Linked DNA regions of Rattus norvegicus: region 1 is linked to region 2. The links are chromatin contacts, called in public Hi-C maps. All regions are on one chromosome and are shown on one strand. Each heading gives the region's core, a stretch centred on a gene start, on an enhancer-like site or on the middle of the called end of the contact. The rest is flanking DNA. Distances are from core to core; before and after follow the strand shown. Region 1 overlaps 1700020N01Rikl (RIKEN cDNA 1700020N01 gene like). Region 2 has its middle 140 kb from the start of 1700020N01Rikl.

Evidence for each region. A called contact is a pair of places that touch in the nucleus more often than the background predicts.
Region 1: a contact with region 2 is called in a Hi-C map of psoas muscle, with 2.2 times the contacts expected there. The contact joins two enhancer-like sites. A contact is called at or near these places in 3 of 12 Hi-C or Micro-C datasets (frontal cortex, liver and psoas muscle).

The regions. Positions count from the first base shown.
Region 1 is chr1:25,192,510-25,199,569 of GRCr8, reverse strand. All of the region lies in intron 2 of 1700020N01Rikl (RIKEN cDNA 1700020N01 gene like), which reads left to right. Among named protein-coding and RNA genes, the nearest start is that of 1700020N01Rikl, 18 kb to the left of the region's middle. Within about 2 kb of position 3,264, at least 25 of the 93 cell types and tissues checked have an H3K27ac peak or open chromatin away from gene starts, as enhancers often do.
Region 2 is chr1:25,074,325-25,080,944 of GRCr8, reverse strand. No RefSeq gene overlaps it. Among named protein-coding and RNA genes, the nearest start is that of 1700020N01Rikl, 140 kb to the left of the region's middle. Within about 2 kb of position 1,749, at least 10 of the 93 cell types and tissues checked have an H3K27ac peak or open chromatin away from gene starts, as enhancers often do.

The DNA of each region.
Region 1 (7,060 bases), core at 2,015-4,514, 120 kb before region 2:
TTCTTTCCAATGAGCACATAAGTATCGCACAAGTGACCCAGGTGTCCCCTTACCAGTAGAGACTCCACCCCCCAACTAGCTTATAGTCGCTTCCCACTTGATCTACACGTAGCCCGATTGCTTGGATATCCTTTCCTATTTTTATAACTGGAGATGGGTCATATCCAAACTAAAGTCATCTACAGTCTGGGCACATTTCCTCCAAAACTACAGGGAACAGGTTTTCTATACATAAAAATTACTATCCTAAATATATTAGTATTTTTTTATCCGATTACTAAGACTGGAGTCTGACTGTTCTAGATACCATTGTCTCTTGGAAGTGCTTCTTCTAATGACAGTATTTAATGGTTACTTGGTAACAGAATACATCATATGACTTGGTAACTCAGGAGACTCTAGTATTTTGTGGTAGCTTCAGATATGCATGCATTGGTTTTGTGTAATTTCTACCAAATTTACTGTGACAAGAGAACTCCAGACTGCTCTCTTGTTTGGTTTACCCTTTTGAGATTGTGAATCTGTCATAGTGTAAGTTCCATAAGGCTGGAGAGTTGAATGACTCAAAGTGACCCTGGCATGCCACCAGTGGCTGCACAAATACTAGCTGAGTGAATGAAAATGTGCTCTTAAGGTTCATACTTTGCATCTCTCTGGTCAGAAGAAAGTTAGGTTCTGACATAGGCTGTAGTTTTCCCTATCTAAGTGACATCAGGTGACTTGGATGTCGTTTGACTCCAGGGCCTAATTAACTCCCAAATGTCTACCTCTGGGAACAGCAGAGGCTCAGACTCACACTGATGCTGGAAATCAGAGCTTCCAAGACAACCTAGACAGGGAGAGATCACATAAAGCCCAAGCTCCCGAGACAGTCTGTATACAGGTTCCACAAAACTGGGCCTCCGTTGGCTAAATAGACCCCGTAAGAGCAGAGACGACTCTGCCATTAGAAATGATAATGGAGAAACACTGGGGTGAGCTGTGCCTCCATCCCAGTCAGCAGACCACATCCGTGTGTGCCTGCACAGAAGCAGAAAGACACGTGGCTATCAGCAGTGTTTCTGCAGGAAGCCATGGCACCTGGGGTATTTTTATTCTAATTAGCTAATTCATTCATGTTTTTATTTTGGTATTGACCACTCTACCACTAAGCTACACCCTCTGTCACTTGGTCATGAGTAGTATTTTTAAAATTCTTTTCACTTCTTTTTCTATCTATAATTTTTGGGGACCAAAGTAAGATAGCTCTTCAGGTAGAGGAACTTGCCACACCAGCCTACAAGTCTCTGGAACCTACAGTGGACAGAGAACTGGCTTCTAAAAGGTGTCCTCTGTCCCCCCACACCCTCCACCCACACACACACAACAGAGAGGAATAATTAACTTCTAGGTTTATGAACATTATTTCTCCTGTTTCTCATCTTAGATTAAAGCAGTTGTTTCTTCAAGTGAAACATCCACTTGAAAATGTTTGCTAAAAAGAAAGGATAGTACACGTTCCCCAAAACAGAGCAAGACTCTCATTCCAAACGAATTGGGAGCACCAGTCCTGGCAGTCCAGGCAGTCGCTATTTGCTAAAGGATTGGTAGTTGTCATTACCTCAGTGTTATGGGGACAGGGTCCATTTCTGACCATTGTAACAAAGTCTGCCTTGTGGAACTGGCAGGTGTTACAGAGCACCTCTTCCTTAGCTGTGACGTAGGGGAACAGAGCAGCTGTGAATGTCGTAAAAGTTTGAGTAGGAACAGGCACTAGCAAACCACAGTAGGGACTGAGAACACAGATGTCTCAGACTGGGCGAGCAAACCTTCCTCCTCCAAGTGGCTGTCCCAGGACTGGTCTCACATAGTGGGATTGCCCCTACTGTTTGCAGATGTGACTTGACCATCACTCTTAGGGCCTCTGATCATCATTACCTCAATCTCATTACATTCTGGAAAGTTGTGCATGTTGTAAAGTATCATATGGGTCCCAGACAGTGAGACTTAATGGAAAAGGAGAATATAGCTAGGAAGTGTGGTCATTTGTGGTCCTTGCCCAATGGCTGTGTGCAATTAGTGTCTTGAGGGAAACCCATGACACTCATGTGGTCCTGGCACATGGTTAGAGCCCCGGCCTAGCACGTGACATTTCTGCAGTCAGCCTGTGTTAGATGAGTAAGTCTGCAGTGTGGCTGTTCTTACAGGATGGATACAGCTATAGCATTCTGCGCGCAGTCATATTTCTTGTCAGTCTCCTCTGGCCTACTTATTTCCACAGATTAGCTCCATGAAACTGAGCCACCTCTTCAGGCAATCATAATAAAGTCCTAAAGATCTCATTTTTTTTTATCTTTTGAAAGATGCCTAGGGATTTTTATTTCCTGTTACTATTTCCTTAATTCTTTTAATAGAAAAAATAACAAATACAAAAGTGAATGTGAAACACATGCAGGAAAAACTTGCACTTGAACAATCTAGTAACCACACACACACACACACACACACACACACACACACACAGAGAGAGAGAGAGAGAGAGAGAGACAGACAGACAGACAGAGACAGAGACAGAGACACAGAGAGACAGACAGAGACACACAGAGAGAGAGAGACAGAGAGACAGAGACAGACAGACACAGAGAGAGAGAGACAGAGACACAGAGTGAGAGACAGACAGACAGACAGACACACACACACACACAGAGGCTGGGGGTAGAAGTAAACAGCAGAGGTTCAGAGATCTTTTTATTGGGATGGTTTTATAACATCTGAGCTCCCTAAAATCTTCCTCTCTGTGCTCCTGGTCTTTCTCCGAGTGTTTTAGGTAGTGACTACGTAGACAAGTACCTGGAGAAGGTGCTGAAAGGGAGGCATAGACGGACCTGAGCATCATTAGACACCTGCTGTGTGCCAGGCCTTCTGCATTGCGTATTTCTTTTGCTCCACTAAGCTGCCAAGTAGATATTAACACCACTTTGTGGATCAGGCCATGTAGCCAGCAAGAGCAAGAGGCTCCTGTGGAAATGGTAAGTGAATGAGTGCCTGTGCTTGGTCAGCATGCCGCTCTTTCTGTCTTAAACGTCTGAAGTTTTTCGCTGAGCCTATCAGTAGCGCAGAAATAGAAACAGTCTGGGTCTTTTACAGTCTTCTCCTTGGAGGACTGGGTGACTTGGAACGCCAAGGTTAATCATCATTTAACCCACGGAACAGTCTTTCCCTGGCCTCCACCTACGTGGCTATGGCCTCTAGTTTTGAGCAAGTGAACCCTGTAGCTTAAGCAATGCAAGGGCTGTTCTGTCTGAGGCTGCCCAGCTGACTCAACCCTTGTCTGGGTCAGTGTCCTTATTTACTTCTTCCTCTTCTTAGTTTTGGATCCCAGCCCCACTGTCTGTGTCCTTTGTACGAAGAGCAGGTGTCCTTCCACGGTTGCACAGTTCACGACATTTATAGCAAGTCAGCTCATGATGTACAGTACATTTTTTATTGCTCCAGAGATCTGTGGGAACACGGGTTTTGTACATAAAGGTGAAAGATCTATGTGGCAGGAGCCTGGAAAGCTCTGGGCATTTCCTTTAGCCTGTTTTCCTTTGATTCGTGTTCCTTAGCGATGGTCCAGATTTAAATGGTATGTTTATGTTTCATTTAAACTGCACAATCGTTAACATTGTTCCGATGGTATAAAAATTCATTTTAATGAGGTGATGATGTCAGTAATACACTGGGACTATTCATTTATGGCCCTCCTTTCTCAAATGTTTTATCAACTTTAACTTACTCTGGGAGCTAAGAAGGTGCCACTGATAGATTCATTTGGCACCTATAAAAATTGTTCGTTTTTCTTTTTTTAAACATGGTATTACTATGTAGCCCTTGCCGCCCCAGAACTCACTGAATAGACCAGGCTGGTCTTGAAAACACAGATTATCTTCCCTCTGCCTACTACGTGCTAAGGTTGAAAGGCATGTGCCACCGCGTTCAACGGAATTAATCTTTTTAATTCTGGTTTTCAGAGATCTCAGAAAAGGGAACTGGAAGTCTCTAAGGACCAGCTCCCTATTGTGATCTTCCTAAGAGCCATCAGACCAGTCTCTGCCTTGGGACCTGGCCTTGCCAGTGGATAAGGGGGGAATTCTATTTTTCTAGCATATCCATATTTATAGTCAACTGTTAATATGCTTTTATAGCTCTCACCTTACTTAAGAAAACCACATATTTTCCTCATTAATAAAAACTTTTCCTGAAGTATAATTGTATATGTAATATACCATTCCCTTCCAAGATGTTATATGACTTACATTCCCCTGTTGTTGAAATTCAAATTGTTTGCAATTTGTTTTCGCTATTAAAAAGTTAAATATACTCCCTCTATGAATTTTTCAAGATAGTCACCCTGATTAAAATTTTCTGTTATTACAAGCTTATCAAGTGAAATGTCTAAGTATCTTAAGGAGTTTTGCTGAATTCTGGGAAAGGATGACTGTGTCAGTTTTGCTTTCTACAACCTCTTGGTTCCTCCCCCTCCTTGCTTCTGTGTGTGTCTGGTGTAGCCTTCCACCCTGGCACCTGCTCTGTCTTTCCTCAAGACCACGGAACGTACTCTCTTCAGCTTCACTCCGATCACCAACACCTGTATCGTCCTTAGACTCACGTTCCCGGAGTTGAGAGGAAGCTATGGCTCGCCCTGAGCATGCTCCACATCTGTACGGAAAGTCAGATGGTCGCACACGTGAGCTTCATCAGGTTCAGACCCTCATTGACCTTAGCAGCATGCTGGGAGGCGCTTCCTAGAAAAGGTTTCTCCTGCGGGTGATTCCCTCTTCTGTGTGTGGAGTTAGCATTATACCTTTTCCATGCAAGGCATATGGGGAGTTCTTCTATACATATTCAGGATTTATTGGAAATAGTTTTGAGTTTGCTTGTATATTTAAAATGAATAAGTACATTGACCTTACATTTTTGGGATGCCAGTTACATATAAGTATAACATCAATTCATTTCCTTACATTAGATTTTAGTCTGTTCTTTATTGTTGCCTAACTCAAGATTTTCAGATGTTAGCTGTACTGGTAATATAGTGTTCCAGATATATAGCAGGATTTTGGCATCACACTAAGACTACGTCATTTGATTTGGTGTATACACAAAGTTCTGAGCAGTTATATCAGTAATTAATTTTTCCATGCTGACATGGGGAATGTTATTAACTCTCGGAAAACTAGCTTCAGCTAGCTTGTAGACTGACTACAGAGAACAAGGCAAGTAAAAATAAGAAAGTCAAGACACTGGTCCTTACAGGCAAACTTTTTAAGGCATCTCTGGGTGGTCAAATGGTTGCTTCTTTTTCTGAAAAGGTAGTGTTGTTCTATATGGGAGTTCAGTTCACTTAAAACCTTCAGGTTTATCATCCTGGATTTGCCCACTAATGCACGGCTGACTCTCTGCTTGCATTCTGCGTGGCGCTGTATATCATGGGTCTGGGTTAGAACTTGCTCACACTCAACACCACCCACTGGTAACCAGTGGCTGGAACCCAACTGGAAGCTCTTTGTGCCTCGGGTCAGAGCTTTGAAGACTGCAATAGTGCTTGCAGCAAAGCTTTCACAATGGTGAGTACTTCCATTTTTCAAGTATTTACCCAGGCCGCACTCATGACTTGGCCCTACAGTCGTTGGAGGAAGTGTGACAGTCCAACAGACCTTTCGCCAGTAGCGCTTTGGCCTGGAGAGGTAGAGTCTCTTATTCCAGGTCACAGGGCTACAGCTTAGAGAGTAGGGGTTCAAATTCAGGGTCTTTTGTCTTAACATTAGACCTTTCCCTCCAAGGACGCTCCTGTCTTTTAAAGCATCTGTTTATTGTGTTGTTAGGCAGGCACAACGAAGGAAGCCTCAGGGAAAGAAAGGAGCAGCAAACTTGGCCTCTTGGAGCTTCTGGAAATATCTCTGCTGAGGACTGCCAAGCCTTGTCAGGACAGCTGACTCTCCACTTCTCCCCTGAAGAAGGAAAGCCTAAAGACTTGCACATTTCCCTTCCGTTCCACATGTTCCCCTTAGCTGTTCCTGATATATGATGAGTAGAACAAGTAGGAGGAAATGTAGAGAGTAAAGTAACACACAGAGAGCCGTGCTCTAGCACACATGGAAAATAGATCGTCCCGTGGCCACAGCTAGTGCTAGCAAGGACAGTGGAGGAAAGTGGTCTCCTTTCAAATCCAGACACCCTGACCCGAGCTGCTGGAGGTAGTAAGTGGTGCTGGTGGCGGTGAGCGGTGGTAGTGGTGGTGATGTAGCCTGAGTGTCTGGACAGTGGACAAACAGGAGCATATGGATGGCCTGTGTTCTTAAGAACTGATGTTCTTTGAAAGTCTGAGCAAAGTACTCGTTTTATGTTTCTAAATTGTTTACTGCAGAATGTCAAAGATGGTCATAAGTTAATATTTAATTTTAGTCCTAGTCTTTTGAGCACTTGTTCTCAGCAAAGAATGTCTCAGATGCTAGTGTCTCCTAGAGAAGATAGACAGGTTTCAGCATTTCAGACTTCCCTAAGGCGATATCAGCTGAGCATATCCCCTCTGAGATCACTGCTGTTGTATACCTCATTTTCACATGAGGAAACTGAGGCCAGCGTGTTCACTATCAGGAAAGTCATACAGTCAGGATTCAGATCCTTGTGGCTTGCTGCAGTATCCAGGTACTTAAAAGCCAACTGTCCAACACAGAGAGGTAAGCAGCAGTTAGCAAGTTAATTGTTCACTGAGTAAGAAGCTGTGGTCAAGGTCAAAGAAAGGATCCTAACTGAGGCTTTATAAAAAGGCCAGCTCTTCAGCAGTGTTCCAATAACATCATAAAGCTAAAGAAATAAACAGGAAATTGCTTAAGGTCAGGCCTGTGGCTCTGTGAAGCTCTTCACAACATTTGAGATTTGAGGGCTCTTGCCAGGCATCACCTCCTCTAAGAGCAGGGCAGAACATGGCCATGTTTCCTCATGGAAAATTGCTTCAGGTTTCACATAAGGTTTCCATTAGCAGAGGAATCGCTTGTCCATTGGTCTCTTGATGCTCTGCTTAGGTCTGTGAAGTGAC
Region 2 (6,620 bases), core at 500-2,999:
TATAAACATATGCCATGTACTATACCATAAACGTGTGCCATATAATAACATAAACGTACACCGTGTAATAACATAAACATATACTCTGTAATAACATAAACACATAATGTGCAATAAATCCACATAGACTTTCATATTCATTGAATCAAGTAGGAAGAAAAGCTATTTCTGCTATTACAATAATTAGAAAATTTGTTATTTCAAAAAATTAAACTGTCCTTTTTTGTATTCGTGTCATTCAGGTCACTGGGGAGTGAAAATGAAGTCAGGTGTTAGGGTGGTTCCGGATGGGACAGAAGTCCCGAGAGAGGTCAGGCTGCGGTTCTGGGTAGTTCCGTGTGCTCTTGGGTCTCAGCGGAGGTAGAGAGTCTCACTTTTCTCCCAGCCTGTCATCATCTGAACATGAAGTTCTTGGCTCCTGGAGCAGCAGACCGATTAACAGAAACTCATGTGACCCACGGGGGATTTTTAATTACAGTTGGTTTGGTAACATTTACACAGCTGAAGGTGTCTGGTTCGTTACGAACCCCCGAAGAACCTGAAGGTGTGCCAGACTCGCCTTCGGCCTGTGAAAGATAGGCAGGTCATCTGATCAAAATAGACATGATGACAAGCCCTCAGATCTATTTCATCTGGGGACAGTCTCCTCAGGTTCCGCAATGACACCAAAATAAACTGCTCTCAGTTGAGAGGAACCAATACATCCATGGTGTAAAAATCTACAGAAACATAGCTGCACAGCCTCCACTGTACCCGGACTCCGGTTTGCAACAGGGTGAAACAGAAAATCCTTCCTGATCTTAAGTCTCAAACCACCACAGACTGGGAGTGAGGATAAAAATCAACCCTTCCTAACGAGCAGGTTTCAGTCTGTGGTACTTAGCAGGCAACCCTAACGTTAACAAGCTTAGTTCCAGGAAGCGCCTTCTGGACCAAGAGATAAGACTGCTCTTCCCCCGCAAATCGCATTTTCTCAAATATTTCTTTTTCCAAAGCCGAGGTGTAAGCCTTCTAATAGAATTATGCAAATTCTGTCCTAAACTCTGAATGTTTTAAGAAGGAAAGATCACTTTGAAGCGTCACGAATATGCAGGCCTCACATTGCAAAAGGAAACTGGGGACTGCAGTCGGTGATGGAGACCGGGATGATAGCCCGGGCAGGACTTCCTGCATCTCTGAGGTTATTTTTGCACAAGCACCTCCTGCCTCTGAAGGTCAGTCTGAATAGAAACGCTGACTGGCCATTAGGGGATTATCTGCTTGGCAGAGCAGAGCCCAGCTCCAATGCTTCTTGCCCCTGATTTGAACTGGCTGCTGGAACGCCAACGTCCCGGCACAAGACCGGATGGTGGACCTGGACAGCCAAGCAGAACTTGTAGCCTAAAAACAGATATGGCTGCTTGGGAAATCATAGTCTGCGTTCCGGTTTTCCTTTCAAACGATGAGAGGCATTTTCTTTTAAGTGATCGGGAAAGATGGCGACAAAGACCGCGCCCAGTCTAATAAGTGCTCAGCATTGCAAACTGGGTTAAGATGCCTTTGAAAAATGTCCACACATGGAAGATAGGTCAGATATACTATGGAAAAGCACACAAATTGTTCTCACGCTTTGATTCTTGACCCTTTCACACGTGCATCAACAAAAGCATTCATTTTAAATAGTGTGTGCCGCAAAGCACTGTCAGATTGTGAACTCGCACCTAAGTGGTCAATGAAAGCTGTGATCTTATTGGACGAAGACTGGATAGCAACACCAATCAGAACATAGTTTCCTGTCAGAGCGTTCTTGAACTTGACAGACAGAACTAAAGCAGAGGTGTTCCCGGGTGTCCTATGAGCTGGGTTTCTTGTTGGTTTGTTTGCTTCTGTTTTGTTATGGTTTTTGCCTTTCTGGGTGAACAGTGTCTCTTTCTAAAGACAGTGGTTGTACAAAGTAGACTGGTCAGGGGGAGATGGGGTATGATGGGGCAGAGATGCTTGTCAAAGCTTTGTATCCCAGTTGACCTTGACAGTCACTAACTAAGCCTGACTTTTATTGCTGGCATTCTGTCCCTGAAAGACTTCAGGGAAAATACTCCTGTATATTAAATCTATCTCCCCCCCCCCCACCAGAAACCTCCCTGAAAGGCCCAGGTTCCTCCCTCTCAGCCTGTGCCCTCTCTCTCTTGGCACTGCCCTGTCATGTACCTTGGAAGCAGCCACTTGACCAGCAGCTGTGAGGAGTGCAGCTAGCCCTAAACTTGTTTGCTCCCATCCACCAATGCTATGTGCACGCTCAGCTAGCACGGCTGCCAAGAAGCTCAAGTTGGGAACACTAGCTGTCTCAAATATGTGATTCGGATTTCAAAACCGAGTCCTGTGCTCCTGGCACCCACAAGGTTCCCAGAAATTAGGGGCTTTACTGTCATTGTCTTTGCTGCAGGACAGTCTTTTGCAAGTTGCTTGTTACTTACCTGGCCTTAAAATCTGACATCTGGAGGTCATCAGAAAGGGTAGAGTTACTTTCCTGATTTATGTTTTTATTATTGGTCAGTTCCGATCAGAAGACACCTCTCCACAGCCTTGTACCACTTTTGCTCCTGGGAGTTGTCCAGTGTTATTCAGAGGGAGTAACATTGACACAACCAAAAATGGAACCCATTTCTACACTGATTGGGCATGGATGGTACTCTTGTATCAAATATTGCCCCGGTCATAGTTGGTAAGTAATTAACTGGCCTAGGTAAAGTTCAAACATAGCAAGTATCTTTTATTATTATTACTATTATTATTATTATTATTGGATTTTTTTATTTATACTTCAAATGTTATTCCCTTTCCCAGTTTCTGTCCATAAGCCACCTATCCCATCCTCCCTCCCCCTTCTTCTATGAGGGTGTTCCCCCTCCCCAACCAGCCCCCTCTTCCCGCTGCCCCACCCTGATATTCCCCTACTCGGGGTGTGGGGGAGATCCAGCCTTGGCAGGAACAAAGGCTTCTCCTCTCGTTGGTGCCCAACACGGCCATCCTCTGTTACATATGCAGCTGGAGCCATGGGTCTGTCCATGTGTAGTCTTTGGATGGTGGTTTAGTCCCTGGAAGCTCTGGTTGGCTGGTATTGCTGTTCTTATGGGGTCGCAAGTCCCTTCAGCTCCTTCAATCCTTTCTCTAACTCCTCCAATGAGGACCCCGTTCTCAGTTCATTGGTTGGCTACGAGCATTCACCTCTGCATTTGCCATACTCTGGCTGAGCCTCTCCGGAGACAGGAAGGAGATAGCAAGTATCTTACTTTAAGGAAGTATTTTACATGAAATTACAGAAAAAGGAATATGAAAAATCTAAACCAAACCCAGGACACACCTGGCAGATTAATTCTGTCCACAGTGGTAACATACTCTTCACTGACAATAGATTTCTAGGCAGGAAAAAAAGAGTAGTTCTCTGTGAAATAATGGCAAGCTACAAAAGGAAAATAAATATTAAACAAATAGATATTAAAAACAGATCCCCCCATTTTAATCTTTGCTGTTGTTTTCTCCTTGTTTTCTTAAAACAACAAAGTAACAAAGAAACAAAGACTCCCATCAGCATACACACACTGTATGTTCTTCCAAAGACAAAGGAAAATTATTGCCACAGAGTTTCCTCCTAGCATTATATTACAATTCTAAAAACGAATAGCACCACAAGGGAAAAAAAGAGGATGTCACTTTGGCTAGTACACACAGGTATCAGTTTGCAGTCTTGCAAGCTAACTGAGTATCCATTAACCCTGGGTAGACTCCAGAGAAGGGATGTGTAATACCCCATCCAGTTCAAACTGCTTTCACTGTCTGATAGAACACTTAACAGGGAACAGAAAACAAACCTCCTGATTGGCTGCTTTTTCTCAGCATCATTTACAGACGGCAAGACTGTGAAATAAGGTCAAATACCACTCTGGGACAGGACTGTGCCTGGGAGGGGGGAGGAGGGGAGAAATCAATTATAACTATAGATGGGAACTACCATGGGAACGCAGCCATAGGTGGCCACGACTAAATGGATTTCAGTTCCCAGGGCTATGAAACTCAGTATGGTATATTTAGAGTAGCCATAGTAATTATTCTTTGCAACTTGGAATATGCCAGTCTATAGGCTAGAAATATCAAAATGAGCTCCTTCTTTATGAATCCTTCCCAGATTTAATGTAATGCTTTGTTTGTTCCAGACTCTGCTAGTCCTAGACCAGAGCCAAGCTTAGTACCACAGATGGATGTCTACTTAGTCCATTTCGATTCTGTATCCCTAGGAAACCGGCCGATAGCATGCTATAGCTTCTGAAATTATACCTTGCTATTTTATACTCTTTGGACACCAGAGGCGAAATATTTATCTTTTCTTTCAGCAGATAACACGGACCACTAATACCTTGAGGTTTTAGTGGAACTGCTTAAAAGGAGGGGAAACCATCTTCTGTTTCCAAGAGTGACTGGTCAGCGATCAGTTTAACAGCTTATAAGATTATTTTCTTAAGCAGAGGCCAGAACAACTCTGGGATGGAATACATTTTCTGAAACCCCTTTGTGAATGTTCCATCCAATTAAAGAAAACTGGGAAAATATTACTTCAAAGTGCTCAAACATGAAAAGGCAGCTGTTACATACCGGCGAGGGCTGCTTTGTTTCACATAACCCCTCATGCCTGATTCTAATAAGCAATTGATAGAGAAATCTTGTTATTACGGGGAGGAAATGAGGAACACATGGCTGCTTACAAATTGAGATTTTTTTTTTCAAACACTAAGTTCCGGGTTCCTGCATTAGTGGCATATCTGTATTAGACCATGACTCTGTACCAAAAGCAGATTCCTGGGTCCAAACCTGGAGCTTCGGGGTCAGTGGTAAAATCTGTGGTGTGGGAGTCAGAAATGTACAGCTGTGTGTCTGCAGCTTTGGCTATAAAAAAAAAATACTAAACATTGGTGATGCAAACATTCATGAGACCCTAGATTCAACCCCTGATCAATTCGTTAAATTCAATTAATTTGATTAAATAAAATTAAAATAAAACCATATGTGTGAAGATCATATAGGATATTGGTTATCTCTTGACCTCAGCTGCCAGTCCACTGAGACTTGGGTACACAGTTGCCAAATGGAAACCTCTGTGTTTCGATGACGATAAAAGAGACCATTACAATGAGCTCTTAGGAGAAAAAACCATGTCTCTCGTTAGTCGATGGAGTCTTATGCTGAAGTTGAGGTCAGAAATGTTAGAGAAGGTGAACTGCAGAAAAAATTAAGAATATTTATTTTGCATTTGGCAGCTGGACAAGACTTTCTCACTCGTTGTCTAATTGGATCCTTACATTAAGTCCCTGGGAGTTGGATGTGTGGGTTAGGCTAGGCAGATCTGGAAATGGAGGTCTACCATCGTCTGTGCTTATCCAAGGTCAGAGGGAAGGAACAATGGCCCTGCAGCCCACCTTTCTGGAGTCTGCTCCCCATCTACAGATAGCCTCAGGTTTCTTATTTAACATTGATCACCTCTAATGACGTAATCACCAATCACTGGCACAAAGGAACTTCGGGAGAGAGGAGGAAGGATGGATGTTGGACATCACTGCTGTGCCCGGGATAAATTGTGGTTGTATTATGCAAACGTGCTTTGTAAGTTACACAACTGTCTGTGCACGTACTTACTGTGTTCCTGTATTCATGTATTTAACTGTGTTTATGCATTGTGGTCTTTTTCCTGGGCTTAAAGATTTCATAAGGGAAACTTGAAATTTACACAGGGTATCCGGAGAAACGATGGCTAAATATTTAGTTGTGGCTCATAAAATGGATGGAGAAGGAAATCTAAGTAAAAGTAAATTTAAATTTTCGAGAAAACTTGAACTTGATGCAGTTGAATCCCAGGCACAGAGCAGTGACTTGTATTTATGATTATAATGCCTTAGCTTCTCTTCTCACACTTTCTGGTAACTGAACTCACGTGTTCTTGAGATTTTAGGCACCCCAGAGGAACCCCGTGGGTTGACACTGTGTGACGTCTGTGCTGAGCTGACCAGATCTGAAAAGCTTTCATACCCAGAAGCCACCACGGAGGAGGCTCAGGCTCAGGTTCATTTGCCTGGTTCTCGGAGCCTAAACTGGGAACACAGTGCAGCCTGCCTCACCCCTTGCTCAGTCTGTGTCTCCCGGTATTTTCTTCTCTGTGTGCTTAATTTCAAGTTGCTAGCTGTAATCAGATCCCGCCTTGGAAATGTCAGACGTGAGCTGGATGAGGGCAGCCATTGCAACAGCTGTCACAGCAGGTTCTGCTGCTGAGGTGTTAGACACACAGTCGAATTACCAGAGTCCACTCCAGCACACAAACAGGGCCTCAGACACACAGAGATAAAGCTGTGAGTGTTCGATGTAGTCGGCTGCTCCGAATAAAAATTAGGTAGCCTGTAATTTTTTTCTGAAAGGTCTCGAAAGGAGAAAATAAACAAAAGAATGCATGTGGTTACCGACACATCAGAAGTCTATCCATTTGTGCCCCCAGCCCGCCCCCACGCCCAGAATGCAACACTACACTGATTCACATTCTGCTTTCTCTTGCCTGTTGGTCATGTGGACATCATCAAACATAAGGGAGCATGTGGACTGCT